2 separate regions of the Sus scrofa genome follow, and region 1 is linked to region 2. Evidence: chromatin contacts called from public promoter capture Hi-C data. All regions are on one chromosome and are shown on one strand. The core of a region is the stretch at or near the end of the contact, and the rest is flanking DNA. Distances in the headings are between cores, read along the strand shown. Region 1 holds the start of RGS8 (regulator of G-protein signaling 8). Region 2 holds the start of RGS16 (regulator of G-protein signaling 16).

Evidence for each region. Promoter capture Hi-C pulls out the DNA fragments that hold promoters and counts their contacts.
Region 1: a promoter capture Hi-C map of fetal liver shows a contact between it and region 2, with 4 times the contacts expected there. The contact joins the promoter of RGS8 here to the promoter of RGS16 in region 2. A contact is called at or near these places in 1 of 5 promoter capture datasets (fetal liver), 1 of 47 Hi-C or Micro-C datasets (heart right ventricle) and 2 of 2 datasets of contacts at active chromatin or transcription factors (alveolar macrophages and skeletal muscle).

Annotation. Positions count from the first base shown.
Region 1 is chr9:124,051,496-124,059,243 of Sscrofa11.1, forward strand. RGS8 (regulator of G-protein signaling 8) reads right to left here and starts at 2,432. Exons shown (of 10, transcript XM_021063775.1): 1 at 1,767-2,432; 2 at 431-501. LOC110255526 (a long non-coding RNA gene) reads right to left here. Exons shown (of 5, transcript XR_002335965.1): 5 at 2,476-2,546.
Region 2 is chr9:123,913,889-123,921,102 of Sscrofa11.1, forward strand. It overlaps RGS16 (regulator of G-protein signaling 16), which reads right to left and starts at 5,231. Exons shown (of 5, transcript XM_021063763.1): 1 at 4,819-5,231; 2 at 3,794-3,904; 3 at 3,012-3,076; 4 at 2,550-2,716; 5 at 1-1,205. The coding sequence starts at 4,862. The coding sequence ends at 990. It overlaps LOC110255525 (a long non-coding RNA gene), which reads left to right and starts at 2,650. Exons shown (of 2, transcript XR_002335963.1): 1 at 2,650-2,746; 2 at 3,766-4,253. It overlaps LOC110255524 (a long non-coding RNA gene), which reads left to right and starts at 5,196. Exons shown (of 4, transcript XR_002335961.1): 1 at 5,196-5,280. It overlaps LOC110255523 (a long non-coding RNA gene), which reads left to right. Exons shown (of 4, transcript XR_002335960.1): 4 at 45-154.

The DNA of each region.
Region 1 (7,748 bases), core at 1,182-3,681, 130 kb after region 2:
CAGTATCCATTCAGAAGTTCTGACCTGCATGTCCTATCTTTAGACACATGTAATTTCAACCAAAGTGATCATGAATCAAACCAGGGAAGGCAGAGTTATTTCAGCCGCTGTGAAAACAAAAGCAGTTAATACCAAGCTCCTTGTATTCATTTAATTTGGAGGTTTCCTGAGGAGAGAAAGTAAATTTTGGTGTGCTTCCCATTTAAAGATGCCACACAGAGAATGTTTTATGTCTTCACACATCCTTCCAGAGGTTAATCGGTGCCAAAATACAAGGGGAAGAACTGACAGCCTATTTTTGTCAGGGCCACAGAGACACTATCTTAATGAGAATATTGCAGTTCAAGGTCTAATCTTTTTCTATCCTATCCTAACACAATAACAAGTTTGCCCAAAAATAAGCAGTTTAGGGGGCTTGAGCCTCACTAACCGTGGCCACTCCTTCATCTCCAGCCAGGGAGACAACTCTGGTGCAACCAACCAGAAGCATCAAGCAGTTCCCTTCCAGGAGGCAGCAGCATGCAGGAAAGAAAGAAGGCATTGAAAGTTAGTCTAAGCAGTATTAAATCACAGCACTACTATTTCTGATGAGTAACTATGAGAAAATTGCTTAACCACCCTGAGTCTGTTTCTTCATCTAAAAATGGGGTTCTTGTGCTCTCTTTGCAGTAGCACATATACTAAAAGTGGAACAATACAGAGAAGACGGGCATGGCCCTACACAAGGATGACACACACACTCACGGAGCACTCCCGATTTTAAAGTAAATAAATAGAAATAAATTAAAAACGGGATTCTTGATCCTTGCCTCAGATGGCTGCTGTGAGGAGCCATGTATGATAATGCATATGAAATGTAGGTAGTAGACAGGGGAAGGCACAGAGTAGGTGCTCGTTAATATTGACTAATAAATTATAGGTCAGAAATTTGTTCGGTGAAAGCAGAATGACAACAGAGAGTGTGGAATATGCTTAAGAGCTCTTTTGCTTGGGCTATAAGACTGCAAGGAGTTTCCCCCTTTCCACTCCGTCTAAAGAACTGGAACCAGTCAGCTGGAATGGCTTGCTCTCTTTCCTGGACAACAATGAAGTCATAGTGACACTTCCCATATGTTCTATTTTCAAGTTCTGGGCAGCCCCACACCCTTCTCTGGCATTTGTCATGGTAACACTACCCTCCTGACATCATCAACAGTTTCAGACCCCTGACTTTACAGAGGATTTTTCTTTCTTCATAATCAATAGGAAGATACTTAAGCCCACTGGCAAACCATGCTTTGTACATTAGACTACATTGCTTCTGAAGGTTTTCTAGATGAATTTTTTTTAACTCAGTCATAAGAGGGGACATTTTTCCCTGGAATGTCCTGTTTTTTCACCAAACTCCTCTGCTTGGAGATTCCTCAGTGGACTAATGACCCCCCCCTCCGAAAATCCACCATCAGTAAGTAAAAATGGATTCTCAACCCACACAAATGCATTGGATGCTTTTATGCTTATGAAAGAGGCAATACATTCCATGCTTTTAAGTTAGCGTTTATCGACTCTTAATTCTTGCTCAGTCATTCTAGGTCATTAACCCTACAGATGAGAGAACTAAGACCCAGAGAGTTCCAACCCACCTAATGTCAGATGTCAGACTAATGTCCAGCTAATAGAGAGACAGGACTTCTAAGACAACACTCCCTCCACTCCCTTCTACCTCCTGCCTAACAGCACAGTTAGTCTGAGCAGAGCCACCTAATCAGACATTCTTGAGAGATTACCTTGCTTCCTTGACGACCAGAGGGTCAGCACATCAATCAGGCCTGCTGGGGGGATGGCCAAGGGTTCGAGGCTCAGACAGGGAACACCTACAGGTGGTTCCTCTCAGGAACTGCCTTTCCTGGCGTGGGGAGCCTGTTGTCTCCGGGGATATCTGGTCAGACAGGACAGTGGCAGCTTTGTCTCCTTCATTAGAATTTCCTCCTATTGTGCATCTACAGAAGGGGAACTGACTGTGTGGCAGAGTGACTAAAGAAAGATGCTAAAGTTGGAACTGGGGACAATCCAAGTTGGCGGCCGCCTGAATCATGAGGAGATTCTAGGCTGCCACTTGTTCCTCCATCAAGTTCGAGTGACTCAGTTGTTTAAATCTTGTGGCAAGACACCTGGAAGCTGTTTGTCTCTTTCCTAAGGGCTCATTCACAGGGTAAAAATGTAATAACATTCATTTACCATCACTCTACCCTGAAGACCAGATCACTGCTAATTCAACGCGGTGCTGATTCAGTCATCATATCCCTGAGGCAACACTCTTCTGCAAGAGCTATTTATGTCCCAGCACCATTTGAAACACCTTCAGATCTTTTTTAAAATGTTCGAGCCCCTGAGAGGCAGCTTGATCTGATGAGAGCTGCGCTGGCTGTGGGTCTGAGGAGAGCGTGTCTGAAGGTCAGCCTACCATCTTGGGGTCATGCCTTCCAGCTCGAGCTACTTGCCTTCTCTCCTCAGGCTTGTTTCAGGATAAACCAGCCCACCTCAGCTCTGGAAGAGTCCCTTGTTCACTGCAGAAAGGAAGACATTGGAGAGAGAGACAGGTCAGTAGCTGAACACTTGATAACACTTGCTCTAGACTTGCCAGTGACGTAGCAGAGAACTCAGTTATCCTGCATGGCTTCTCTGTGCCTGAGAGACCCCAAACAGGAAAGAGGATGTTTACCCCACATTGAAAGGAGCCTATTCTACAAGGAGAAAGTTCTCGGGTCTGCTTCCTCAACCCTCTCCTTCAGAGGACCTGAGGTTTCAGCCAAGAGTGACCGCCAGGGAGAAAACAAGCCAGACGCTGTCCTAGCTTCCTCCCCCTTCCCACACCCTCCAGGTGAGAGTAGCTGATAAAATACTTATGGAGGACTTCAAGCTCCTGGGAGATCAACGCTACAGGAATAGGAAGTTTTATTATAATGCAAAACACTGGAGAAGGGTTCCTGGTCCGAAGTCATCAGGCACCAGGCAGAGAAGAGATGAAATACTTTCCTTTCTTCTGATCTCTGGCTAAAAGCCTCTCAGTCACTTAAGGAGGATTTAATCCACTAGTGGACTGTCCCCATTTGAGGAGTGCACGGCTAAAGTTAGTACTGACCTAACACGACAACCACAGGGGGAGGCGACCACAGTTTCTCTCTACTGCTGCAAACTAGTCACCTGCCAGTCTGCACACCTGTTCCTTCCCCAGAGTTTGGGGACACTGCTTCCACCAGGGTTTCCCCTTTAAATACCTTCAAGCCAGAGCAAACTGGGGAAAACTTCTCTCTGACCCATCTCTCCACCTTTGATTTTCCCTGCTTTTCTTCAAAGGACCTCCTCATTGGTACAGGGCCTCATTCTCAGCAAGTTACAGTGTAGCCCCTTTAAAGGCTCTTTGTAAACAGAACCAATTTTAAGGCTCTGGGGAAGAGTCTTGTCAGGGCTAAGCAAGAAATTTCGAGGCTGGCAGACCTACTCTTTTCCCTTTGAATTGCTCCATAAAAGCAGTGTCCAATTCCAGCCTTGCTATTAGTCCATTTTTGAAGGCCTCAACTGTATGGTCCAGAGAGGAAGGACCAAGAAAGGGAGCGGAGGGACACAGGCACGAATATCAACAGACCGAATTGAGGGTGTTTGGCTTAGAGACAGGATCTCTCAAGGAGATGCATAAGTGTTCCCAAATCTGCGAATGGGTGTCACTGTAGTTCAGTTTCTAATGATAATAAACAATAGAAACTCATTCAAGCTGGCTCAGCTAAAACAGGATTATCACGGAGCTTCCAAGGAGACTCTTCGGAAAATCCAAGAGACAAAGCCATCATAGGCTTGGGCCTCCTGGAAAAATCATGGGAGAGTGGACCTGAACTTAAGGTGTGGTCTAGACACTATAAGAGCAGAAGCTAAAGTACCTTTTTACAGAAAAATTACCTTTCACATGACTCATCTGGCCCCCCACCTGCTTCTTCCCCTAACAACTAGCAAATTCTTTCCAAGTTGCTTCATTTAAAAACCATTGAGTGAGAATCCTAGTGGCTTGGCTTACTTATGTTTAAAGAGTATGCATTTTTAGAGCAATTTTAGGCCACAGCAAAACTGAGAGGAGAGTACAGAGACTATACCCTCTCTCCACACAGGTGCACAGCCTCTCTCATCAACATCCCCCCCCCCCCGACACCACCCCAAGTGGCACTTTTCTTTTTTTTTTTTTTTTTGTCTTTTGTCTTTTTTTTGTTGTTGCTATTTCTTGGCGCTCCCGGCATATGAGTTCCAGCTAGTTGAATCAGAGCTGTAGCCACCGCCTATCCAGACCACAGCAACCGAGATCCGAGCCGCGTCTGCAATCTACACCACAGCTCACGCATGCCAGATCGTTAACCACTGGCAAGGCAGGACCGAACCGCAACCTCATGTTCCTAGTCGGATTCGTTAACCACTGTGCCACGATGGGAACTCCGCAAGTGGCACATTTCTTACAACTGGTGAACCTACACTGACACATCATAATCACCCAAAGTCCACAGTTTAGAGTTCACTTTTGGTTTTGTGCATTCTATGGGTTTGGACAAACGTATAATTACATGGATCCATCATTACAGTAACATACAGAGTATTTTCACTGCTCTAAAATTCCTTTATGCTTTGCCTATTCATCTTGACTCCCCCACTTCCAACCCCTGGCAACCACTGGTCTTTTTACGGTCTCCATAGTTTTGCTTTTCCAGAACGTCCTATCATTGGAATCATACTACATACTTTCAAGTACGTAGCTTTTCCAGTCGACTTCTTTTACTGAATAACATGCTTTTAAATTTCCTCCATGTGCTCATGGCTTGATAGCTCATTTCTTTTTGGTGTTGAATAATATTCCATTGTCTGGATATACCACTGCTTATTTACCCATTCATCTACGGAAGGACATCTTGGTTACTTCCAAGTTTTGGCAATTATGAACAAAGCTGCTATAAACATCCATGTGCATGTTTTTGGTGTGGACATAAGTTTTCAAGCCCCTTTGGATAAACACAAGGAGCAAGACTGCTGGATCATATGGTAAGAGTATACTTCGTTTTGCAAGCAACCACGAGCCGTCTCCCGAAGTGGCTGAACCATGTGGCAGTCCCACCAACAGTGAATTAGAGTCCCTGTTGCTCCACATCCTCACCAGCATTTACTGTTGTCAGCGTTCCAGATTTTGGTGAATCTAATGTATTTAATTTGCATTTCTCTGATGACATATGATGTGAGCATCTTTTCATAGGATTATTTACCATCTGTGTATCTTTGGTGAGATGTCTGTTAATGTCTTTGGCCCATTTTTTTTTAATTTTTTTTTTGCTAAAGTGTAGTTGATTTATAGTGTTGTGCCAAGTTCTGCTGTACAGCAAAGTGACCCAGTCATAAATGCATATACATTTCCTTTCTTGGACTCCTATCCCAAGAGACTGGACATGGTCCCCTGTGCTAGACAATAAGGTCTCACTGCCCATCCATTCTAAATGTAATAGTTTACATCTACTAACCCCCAATTCCCAGTCTATCCCACTCCCTGCCCCTCCCCCTTGGCAACCATATGGCCCATTTTTTAATTGAGTTGTCTGTTTTCTTATCCTTAAGTTTTAGAATTCTTTGTATAATTTAGAAAATAATCCTTTACCAGATGTGTCTTTTGCAAATATTTTCTCGCAGTCTGTGGCTTGTCTTCTCATTCTTATGACACTGTCTTCACAGAGCAGAAGTTTTTGATTTTAGCAAAGCCCAGTTTATCAATGACTGGTTTGTATCAGACCCCCAAGTGTTAAGTTGTAGTCTTAATCTTGGCCATGAAACAGGGATTTGTCTCTCCTCCAATCAGCTATAGCAAGACCGTGGGATTAAGTGGTATTTTTTAAAAATACTGGGCCTGCCCTGGCAGTCCGGGCTGTGAGCAAGGCAGCAGCAACTTCTTCTCGAAAGAAGCACAGAAGGCCGGGCAAAATAGCGTGGAGGTAACGGGCATAGAAGAGGTACAGACTATTAGGTAAAAAAAATAAGCTACAAAAGAGTTCCCGTTGTGGCTCAGCGGGTTACAAACCCAACTAGGATCCGTGAGAATACAGGTTTGATCCCTGGCCTCACTCAGTGAATTAAGGCTCCAGTGTTGCCCTGAGCTGTGGTGTAGGTCGCAGCTGCAGCTCAGATTTGGTGTCGCTGTGGCTGTGGTGTAGGCTGGCTGCTGCAGCTTTGGTTCAACCCCTAGCCTGGGGACTTCCATATGCCCTAAAAAACAAAAATAAATAAATAAATACACTATAAGGATATACCGTACAACACAGGGAATGCAGCTAACATTTTGTAATAACTATAAATTAAGTATAACCTTTAAAAACTGAGAATCACTATATTGTACACCTATAATTTATATAATATTACTGTAAATCAACTAGACTTCATTTTTTTTTTATTTTGAAAGAAAAGCATATAGGTCCTGGAGTCACACAGCTTGTTTTGAATTCCTGCACATCACTTCCTTACTGGATAAACCTGAGCAAGCCACTCATGCTTGCACCTCAATTTGCTCATCTGTACAATGGGGAAAAATAAATAAGGATTAATCGACGCGAAGCACTTAAAATAGTGTCCAGCATAGAATAGCACTCAATAAACATTTGCTATTATTATTCTCGCCAGCATAGTGCTTCTCCAACTTTAATGCGAATATAAATCTCCAGGACCATTTTTTTTTCCCCTTTGCTCAGCATGTGGAAGTTCCTTGGCCAGGGACTGAACCCACGCCACAGGAGCGACCCAAAGTAACGAGCTGTTTCCTTAACCTGCCGTGCCACAAGGGAACTCCTGAGGAGCTTTTAAAATGCAGATTCTGATTCAGTAGATACAGGGTGAGACCTGAGATCCTGCATGTCCAATCAGCCTCCAGGTGATGTCAGTGCTTCTGGTCCATGGACACTTGGAATAGACAGGCTCTTGTACCCGGGACAAGAGGAAGAAGGAACAGACTATTTCTAGCGAAAGGAACTAGAATAAAAGCCTTTTAAAAAAAAGAGAGAGAGAGAGAGAAAACTTCAGCCAAAATAAGAAAGAACTCGCTATCAAATAAAATCATTCTTAAGTGGAATCTTCAGGCTGCTTTGTAATATAATGAGTTCCCTCTCTAGAAACAGAGCTGACTTCTCTCAAGTACAGGAAGCAAGTGCCTAAGGCCCACGAGGCTTTTAGGGGCTCCCAAAATGTTTTAATTTTGATTTCTTTCAAAACCATGAGAAAAGTAAATATAATAATAAATATATAACAATGAATCCAACCTGGGTTTCAGTTGGGTTCATTCCAATGGAGTCATAAAATATAACTTTAAATATTTTTTATGACGCAAAAGGCCTACAAAAGTCAATGTGCCTGGGACTCAAGAAAGTCGTAACGTAGCCCTGACTGGATGTTTTCACAAGGATTCAACCATGAGATAAAGGATGGACCCTAAGGTTCCTTCCAACTTTGAGAGTCAATATTTCTTTTTTTTTTTTTTTTTTTTTTATTATTTTCCCACTGTACAGCAAGGGGGTCAGGTCATCCTTAGATGTATACATTGCAGTTACAGTTTTTTCCCCCACCCTTTCTTCTGTTGCGACATGAGTATCTAGACATAGTTCTCAATGCTATTCAGCAGGATCTCCTTATAAATCTATTCTAAGTTGTGTCTGATAAGCCCAAGCTCCCGATCCCTCCCACTCCCTCCCCCTCCCATCAGGCAA
Region 2 (7,214 bases), core at 3,981-6,480:
ATTGGCTTAAAATATATATATAAATATTGGCTTGATTTGAACAGGACTTTGTGGAACTGCCAAGAGATGTGTTTCTTAAGATGCCTTTCTTCTTCGTTCCACCTGCTGGCACAGGAGCTGGAAGAGCCGCTCACCACGAGGCCCCACGCACAGGTAAGGGCAGCCCAAGGCTTAGAGGGGGCACGTCCCAGCCAGAGGCCCTCAGCTGGCCCTGCTCACAGGTGGACCCTGCCACACACGCGGGGTCGGGGGCCACCAGCGAGAGGTCACCAAAAGCACCGAGGTTCATTTCCCATTAGCAAGATGGCCTCTCTTCAGGGCTTCCTGTTGATTCGGAAAGAGACTCGAAGACCAGTTTCTAAGATAAAGATCTCACTGGGGACAAGCGGCACACGGGCTCTCTGGCCTTGACAAGGCTGCACGGCTGCACACAGGAGTGTTGAGGAGTGCAAGCCAGGGGACCCCAGGGGCGGCCAGTGGCAGGTGAGAGGACCGGATGGCAGGGCTCCCCATGCACGGCTCCCCTCGTGCCCAGGACAGTCGGGGAACTAGGAAAACGGGATGCGATCAGAGGGGACTGACGGGTCAGCAGGTCAAACGGCTGACCTGGCTGGCCTTCCCTCACTCGTTTTCAAGTTTCCCTTGACCCAGACATTTCCCGAAGCACCCTGGCTGATCCCTGGCCCTGATGAGATCAGCCAGAGCCAACGAGGACTCTCACAGCACCGTTCTCCCCTCACAGCCCCGAGAGCCCTGCACAGCTGTCATCTTCAGCCCTCGTCCACAGGCCCTAGAAGCAGGGGGACACTCTCATGCACAGAATTCAGTCCCGCAGTATCTGGAGGAGAGGACGTCACCCATCGGGCGTTTCCCTTCACTGTCCTTGCTCTGCAGAACCTGCCTCCCGCACCCGCGCGGGGCGGCGCCTCGGGGATGGGTGACTCAGCCTCTCTCTGCCCGGCTGGCTTCCCCTCCTCCGGCCCTGAGGCTCAGGTATGGGAGGGCTCGGCTGGGCTGCCGCTGGACGGGGAGGCGGAGGCAGCTTGGGCAGCCAGGTCCCGGTAAGCGGGGGACTTCAGGAAGCGGGGGTACGAGTCCTTCTCCATCAGGGTGCGGGTCTTCCCTTGAGCCACGTCGAAGCACGTGGCCGTGGCGGCCTGCAGGTTCGTCCTGGTCAGCTCTCTGGTCTCATGGTCTAGGTTTACCTGTGGGAGGGAGAGCAAGCCCATGGGTGAGCGGGCGGTGGGTGGCAAGTCGAGGGGGCCAGCAGGCCCGGGGGCACTGGGAGGTGGGGCGGTGGAAGGAGCACCGGGTTCTGAGCCAGGAACCCAGGATCTCCCAAGCTGACCATCAATGGGCTTTTCAGCTCTGGGCCTTCCCCCACCTCTGATCCAGGGTCTGACCCACAGTCTCTCCGAATGACCCAGGACGTGTTAAGACTGGATAGAAATCCAATCTCTTTGCACCTGTTCCTCTGCAACAACCTGAGTTCACAGCCTCATCACCCCTCCGCTAGATTAGCGCCAGCGCCTGCCCGCTGCTCTCTCTTCTCCCTTCCTCCCCGATCTCTTCTCCACCCAGCAGCGGAGGGAGCCTTTTAAAACCAAGTCAGTCTGCTGTTTCCTGTCACTCAGAGGAAAAACCAAAGTGCGCACTGAGCCGGCACAGCTCCCTGGGCCTGCACCTGGCCATCTGCCACCAGGTGACACCATTCCCCCCCCACCCCCCCCACCCCCGTCTCCCTCCGCTTCGCCACTCCCCACGGGCCCACCCGCTGACTGGTGACCACAACAGGCACTCTTTCATGTCTCTGTTCACATGTCACCTTATCCGACAGCCCACCCCTCCCTTCCCCTTATAAAAGGGAAAGACCTCACCTCCTCCCACCCCAGACTCTGCTGCTGTGTTTTTATCAGAGCACACATCATTCCCTGGCAATATTTATGTAATTGGTTACTGTCATCTTCTCCCACTGGAGGAGACATTTCTTGTTCCCGGCCATATTCCCAATGACTATAATAGTACCTTGCATCTAACTGGTGCTCAACAAATCTTTATGGAATGAAGGTGCTCAAAATAAATTACAAAGATATAAAAGCAAGGCATTACTACTCTCCCTCCACAAGGTGGCGCCATATTCTTTCTCAAACAGCGGCGGCTGAGGGACGGTGGAAAGGTTCTCAAGGACCAAAGTCCTAAGGCAGGTCCGCCAGGGAACTGAGCCAGGTTATCCTATGATGACTTATTCCCCACCCCCCAGCCGCTTAAGTCTTTTAAGCCTCTAAAAAGGCCTTAGTTTACAACAGTGGGCATGGACAGAAGCCAAAAGCCCTGCCACCCCCTCCAGCCCCATTGGTGCATCTGAGGGTAAGAGCACCCAGGGATGGCCCAGAGCCTGGCTTTTTCAGTCTCCAGCCTCCTGTGCCAGATGAGGCCATGCTACTTCTAAACGCAGCCCTTCGCCTGCTGGCTTCCCACCATCCCCAGTTCTCAGTGGGGAAGGAGCAGCCAGGGTCTAGAGAATCCCTGGAGTATGTCACGCCTCTGACCTCTTTAGGGGCTTCACTGCGAATGAATTCCTCAAAGATCCTGTGTGCCCGGGATGCCAGCTTGGTGGCTGACCGGAGCTTCTTGAACTCCTCACAGGCCAACCAGAACTCCAGGTTCTCTTCGCTGAACTCCGTCTTCAAGAAAGTGTGGAAGGCAGCCACTCCATCTGGATTTGCAGGAAGAGAGGAAGAGACAGGTCAGACAGAGGGGACAGCCAGCAGGGAACCACAGAAGAAAAGACAGCAATTGTAGTTAATGGCTCTATTTTTAGGATGTAATTTTCTCGAACAAGGACCTGCCTTTGTATTCTGCGTAGAGGCTGGCACACTAGGGGATTGTTATTATTGCTACTACTACTATTATTGTGCCCACGCCTTCAGCATCCTGCAGGCTGACTCCACCACACATGGGCTCACATGTGCCCTCCACAGACAGACACAACACAACAGGGTCCCACTCACTTTTACTGCTCAGCAACAAGTCAAATGACTCTCTCCATCCCAGCACGTCTTCTGAGAAGTTTCGGCTTAAAAAAAAAAAAAAAAGGCAAGATTTTACTTTTCAAAAAATCAACAAACTAATGCATAGCACAAATCCTAGCCAGAACTGTGATGGAAGCTGTCTAATTCCCACAGATGCTGGCGTGGTGATTAGTGGAGCTGACTCCTCAAATGCTTGGTTGGGGTTAAGACAAACAGTTGTGTTTTCTAGAGGACAGCTCAGTAACCAGAAGCCAAAGCAGGGACCTCTTGGGCCTCAGTAAATATCTGAGACCGTGTCTTCACTGTCCAAAAGTTTTTCTATTCCCCTGACTCTCTGAGCTTGTTTTGACCGCTTCCTCAAGGCCATAGGGCCTCATGAATAGAGACAACGTCTACCCATAAACCCAGGGCCTGGCACAGTTGCTGGTCAATATACAAGGGCTTCCAGGCAAAGTGCATGCTACCGGAAGTAGAGCCATTGATGAAAAGCCCTCCGGTGGTCCTGCCCCCGCCCCAGCCGTGGCTGCATGTTCAATAACATCTCCAGGTGGGAGAGTCCAGTGACTAGACATGCTGGCCCTGGGTAGATTTGTCTGTTGGTGGACTTCAAAGCCTTGAGCCACCCACCCGGTCACCCATGAGCCAGGGAGCCACCGCAGACCAGCAATCATTACAGGGGTCATCACAGTCCACCCTGACATGTCCTAATTTCTCCTTGTATTTCCTTCTCCAGGGGCCCCAGGCCGGCCGGCAGGACTCACCCGTCTTTGCTGTGTTTACTGCCCCACTCGAATTTGCCAACACTCGCGGGATCGGAGCCCAGCTCTGACTTGTGAAGAAAGATCCCCAGCCGGGTCTTGAACTCTTTGGCTCTGGAAGACAACGCATGAGCATGTGAGGAATCTCCGGTTGCTTGGCCAGGGCAGAGAGATTGAGGGGGTCCCAGGAGAGCTCATGCTGGCGCCCCCCCAAAGCTTCCTGGGACACTTGGCTATTCCCAGGGCATAAACGTTGCTTCTCTCATCAGTATCATGAACCCAGAAACAATGAAAGCAGTCTTTGAGCTGTGCCTCCATAGGTCTTATACTTTCTGGGTCTACAATACAGCTGTATTCATGGGCTTTTTGGCATTAAGTCACACCAATCTATCTTTGTGCCAGCTGATGAGCAGAAGGCAGTTCAGCACACTCTGGGCTTGTTACAAATATTTCTAGAACTGTGTGGAAGTTGATTTCTACCTTCATCTTTACTTTTTCTTTTCCAGCCTCCAGCTTCAGCAAAGATTGGTGAGGCTGAGAAGTCCCCTGGGAAGTGGGCACATCTCTCACCAGGTGGGGGGAAGGGGGGGACGCTGAAAAACACTTCCCTGCCTTCCCAGCACCTGAGGAGGCCAGGGCCCTAGCTCTGGGCTTTAAAACGAAAACCAAGTGCTTAAGAAACCAGGGAAGACAGTTCTGCCTGGTGATGCCAACACCAGGTCTTCCTGCAGCCGAGACTTCAGCAGGTCAGCCAGGTAGAACTGCAACTTGTGTCAGAGGATGGGGAATGCCAATAAGCAGCGGACCCTCTGCTTCCCTTTAATTCGCCTTCTCCCTTCTGGTGGTCCATCCTCCTCTTAGACTCTAAGGGAGGCATCTGTGAACGCGGAACCAAGTTGACCTCCACCTTTCAAGTTACTAGCGTCCCATGCTCCTGCCCACCCAGGTCCCCAAGGCTGCCGCTCCGCTTCCTAAGGTTGATGGGACTTGGACTTCTTTCTCCAGGCAGCTGGACAAGCTCCTCTTACCTCTCCAGGCAGGTGGTGGGGAAGGCAGCCAGGGTCCGGCACATGGCTGCTGATGCAGGGCAGCACGTCGTGGAGAGGATGGTGGCGGGCTCCTGGGGACACCGCAGAACCCAGGGAGGCAGAACAGCGGCAGCAGCTAGCGCCTCTATGCAGACTGCGTTTATCAAGGGGAACCTCACTGAGCCAGCGGCTTTTATTCCCTTGGAGGGGGCGGAGCGGGGCTGAGAGCCGCCGACCAATCGGAGAGCCGTCCTGAGCGCGGGCGAAGACGGAGGCGGGGCCGGGGGCTCGAAGGGGCGGGGCGCGGAGCCTAGGATGCGCCGCTACCCTGCTACCCTCGTGCAACTCTCGCACCGCAGGGGTGCTCACGGGGCTGCCCCCTCCTCCGGGCGGACGGCGGCGTGGGGAGGGAGGCGCGGCAGAGAAGTCGCACGTTGTCGAGACGCGCTCGCACCCAGTTAGGTAGGAAAAAACCCTGTCGGCCGTTAGTAAAAGCAGGAAACCAACTCAGCGGTGCCAGGAGGATTTGCGTGGGGGTGGCGGGTTGGGGAGGTAAGCGAAGTGTGGGTCACAGCCTGAGCCTGAGCTTGTTAGGGCTCCACGGAGCAGAGCACAGGGTGCAAGACAGCATATTATGCTGGTGCCTTACATTTCTTGTGCTTCTACCCAGATGGCCACGGGTCAGCCCAGGAAGCCCTTTACATCATCACCGCCATTTTAGAAATGAAGAAACCGAGTCAGAAAGTTAAAAAGACGTGCCCAAGATCAGAGTTAGAAATAGACAACTCCCCCCGTGGGCCGGGGGGCGGGAGGCGGCTTTATTGAGCAACTGCTAAGTCCCAATCCCTTTCGCTAAAACTTGAGTTAAACCCCTTGCTGAAAGTCACACAAGGTTTTGCCAGAATTCAAATATGAATTTACCACACTTTTCTCTACTGCCCTTTCCCAGCTGAGAATCCCAACACCTTTGTAACTGATGAACGCAACTTTTAAGTATTTGCTAGTTAGTTCAGCGCCCTCATCTCTGAGATAAAGGTAATGGATGCCCTGCTTCTCTCCTCACGTTCTCATAACGGCATCACAGCCTCCCCAAGGCTCCTCACATGCCTTTGGGATTGCAATTAAGAGGCTGCAGGTGAGGTTAAGTGTGTGTGATCTGGAGATGGATTTCTCACTTTCAAATCTGGGCTCTGCTGTTTACTGGTGGGAGACCCGGGACAAGCTTCTCAACCTTTTCATGTCTCCATTTCCTCGCCTCTAAGATGAAAACGTGATGCATTTATTTCATAAAGTTGTGAGAACTAGATAAATTTAAGTTGTACTTGGAGTTCCCCAGGAAACAAGGAACATAGTTCCTCTGAGGCAGAGGCTGGCTGGGGAGAGTTCTCGGAACTAAGAGGGTGTGAGGGAAGCAGGGTTGGGCAGAGGGGGGAACGGATGCTGAAGCTGGTCCCAAGGGATGCTCTGGAGTGGGATGGCCCTTCAGAGCAGTCGCTGCAGTGAAGCAAGGGGCGGCCTTGCGTCCCACATCAGCTGTTCACTGGACAGCCTAATTTTTTTTTCTTTCTTTCTTTTTTTTTTTTTTTTTTTTTTTTTTTTAGGGCTGCACCCTTGGCATATGGAGGTTCCCAGGCTAGGGATCCAATCAGAGCTACAGCTGCCGGCCTACACCACAGCCACAGCCATGCTGGATCTGAGCCGCGTCTGCGACCTACACCACAGCTCACAGCAACGCCAGACCCTTAACCCACTGAGCAAGGCCAGGGATCAAGCCCGCAAACTCATGGCTCCTGGTCAGATTCGTTTCCGCTGCGTCACGATGGGAACTCCAGGCTGGCGTAATCTTAAACAAGGCCGTTCCCTCTGCCAAGAGCAGCTCCTGGAGAGAGACTGCTGGGAGCCTACAGCAGACAGCACCCTGGGGAACGAGGGCCTGATCCCAAACGGATCTGGAAAACGCACCCCGGCCCCTGCCACCACACCTGTACGGTGCTTGGCACAGTGCTTGGCTTGTAGTCGGCACTCAGTGTACCTCAGCTCTCAGGTTTACGTAATAGGGATACTGGGCCTGCTAGACAATAAGGAAAGGGAGCGTGTTTTTGTGACTCTTGGAGTCGAAGTGTTTTTCACAAGGGGCATTTCAGAGTTGCTACTCCTCAGCGAGGCCTGGAAACGAGTCAGAAAAGAGTGCAAACAGCAGAGAAGAGGTTCCACCCGAGTGAGAGGGCCCAGGGCGGAGGCCCAGAAAAGCTGGTCAGGGAAGGGAAGGGGAAGCACCCGGAGGGGGAAGAGGGGAGGAAGGTCTGTGGGACCATCACTGAGGCACTGCTGGAGCCAAAGAAGCCCCCATGGCAACAGCGTGCAGCATGTTCTGCCAAAGCAGGCCCCCTTGTTAA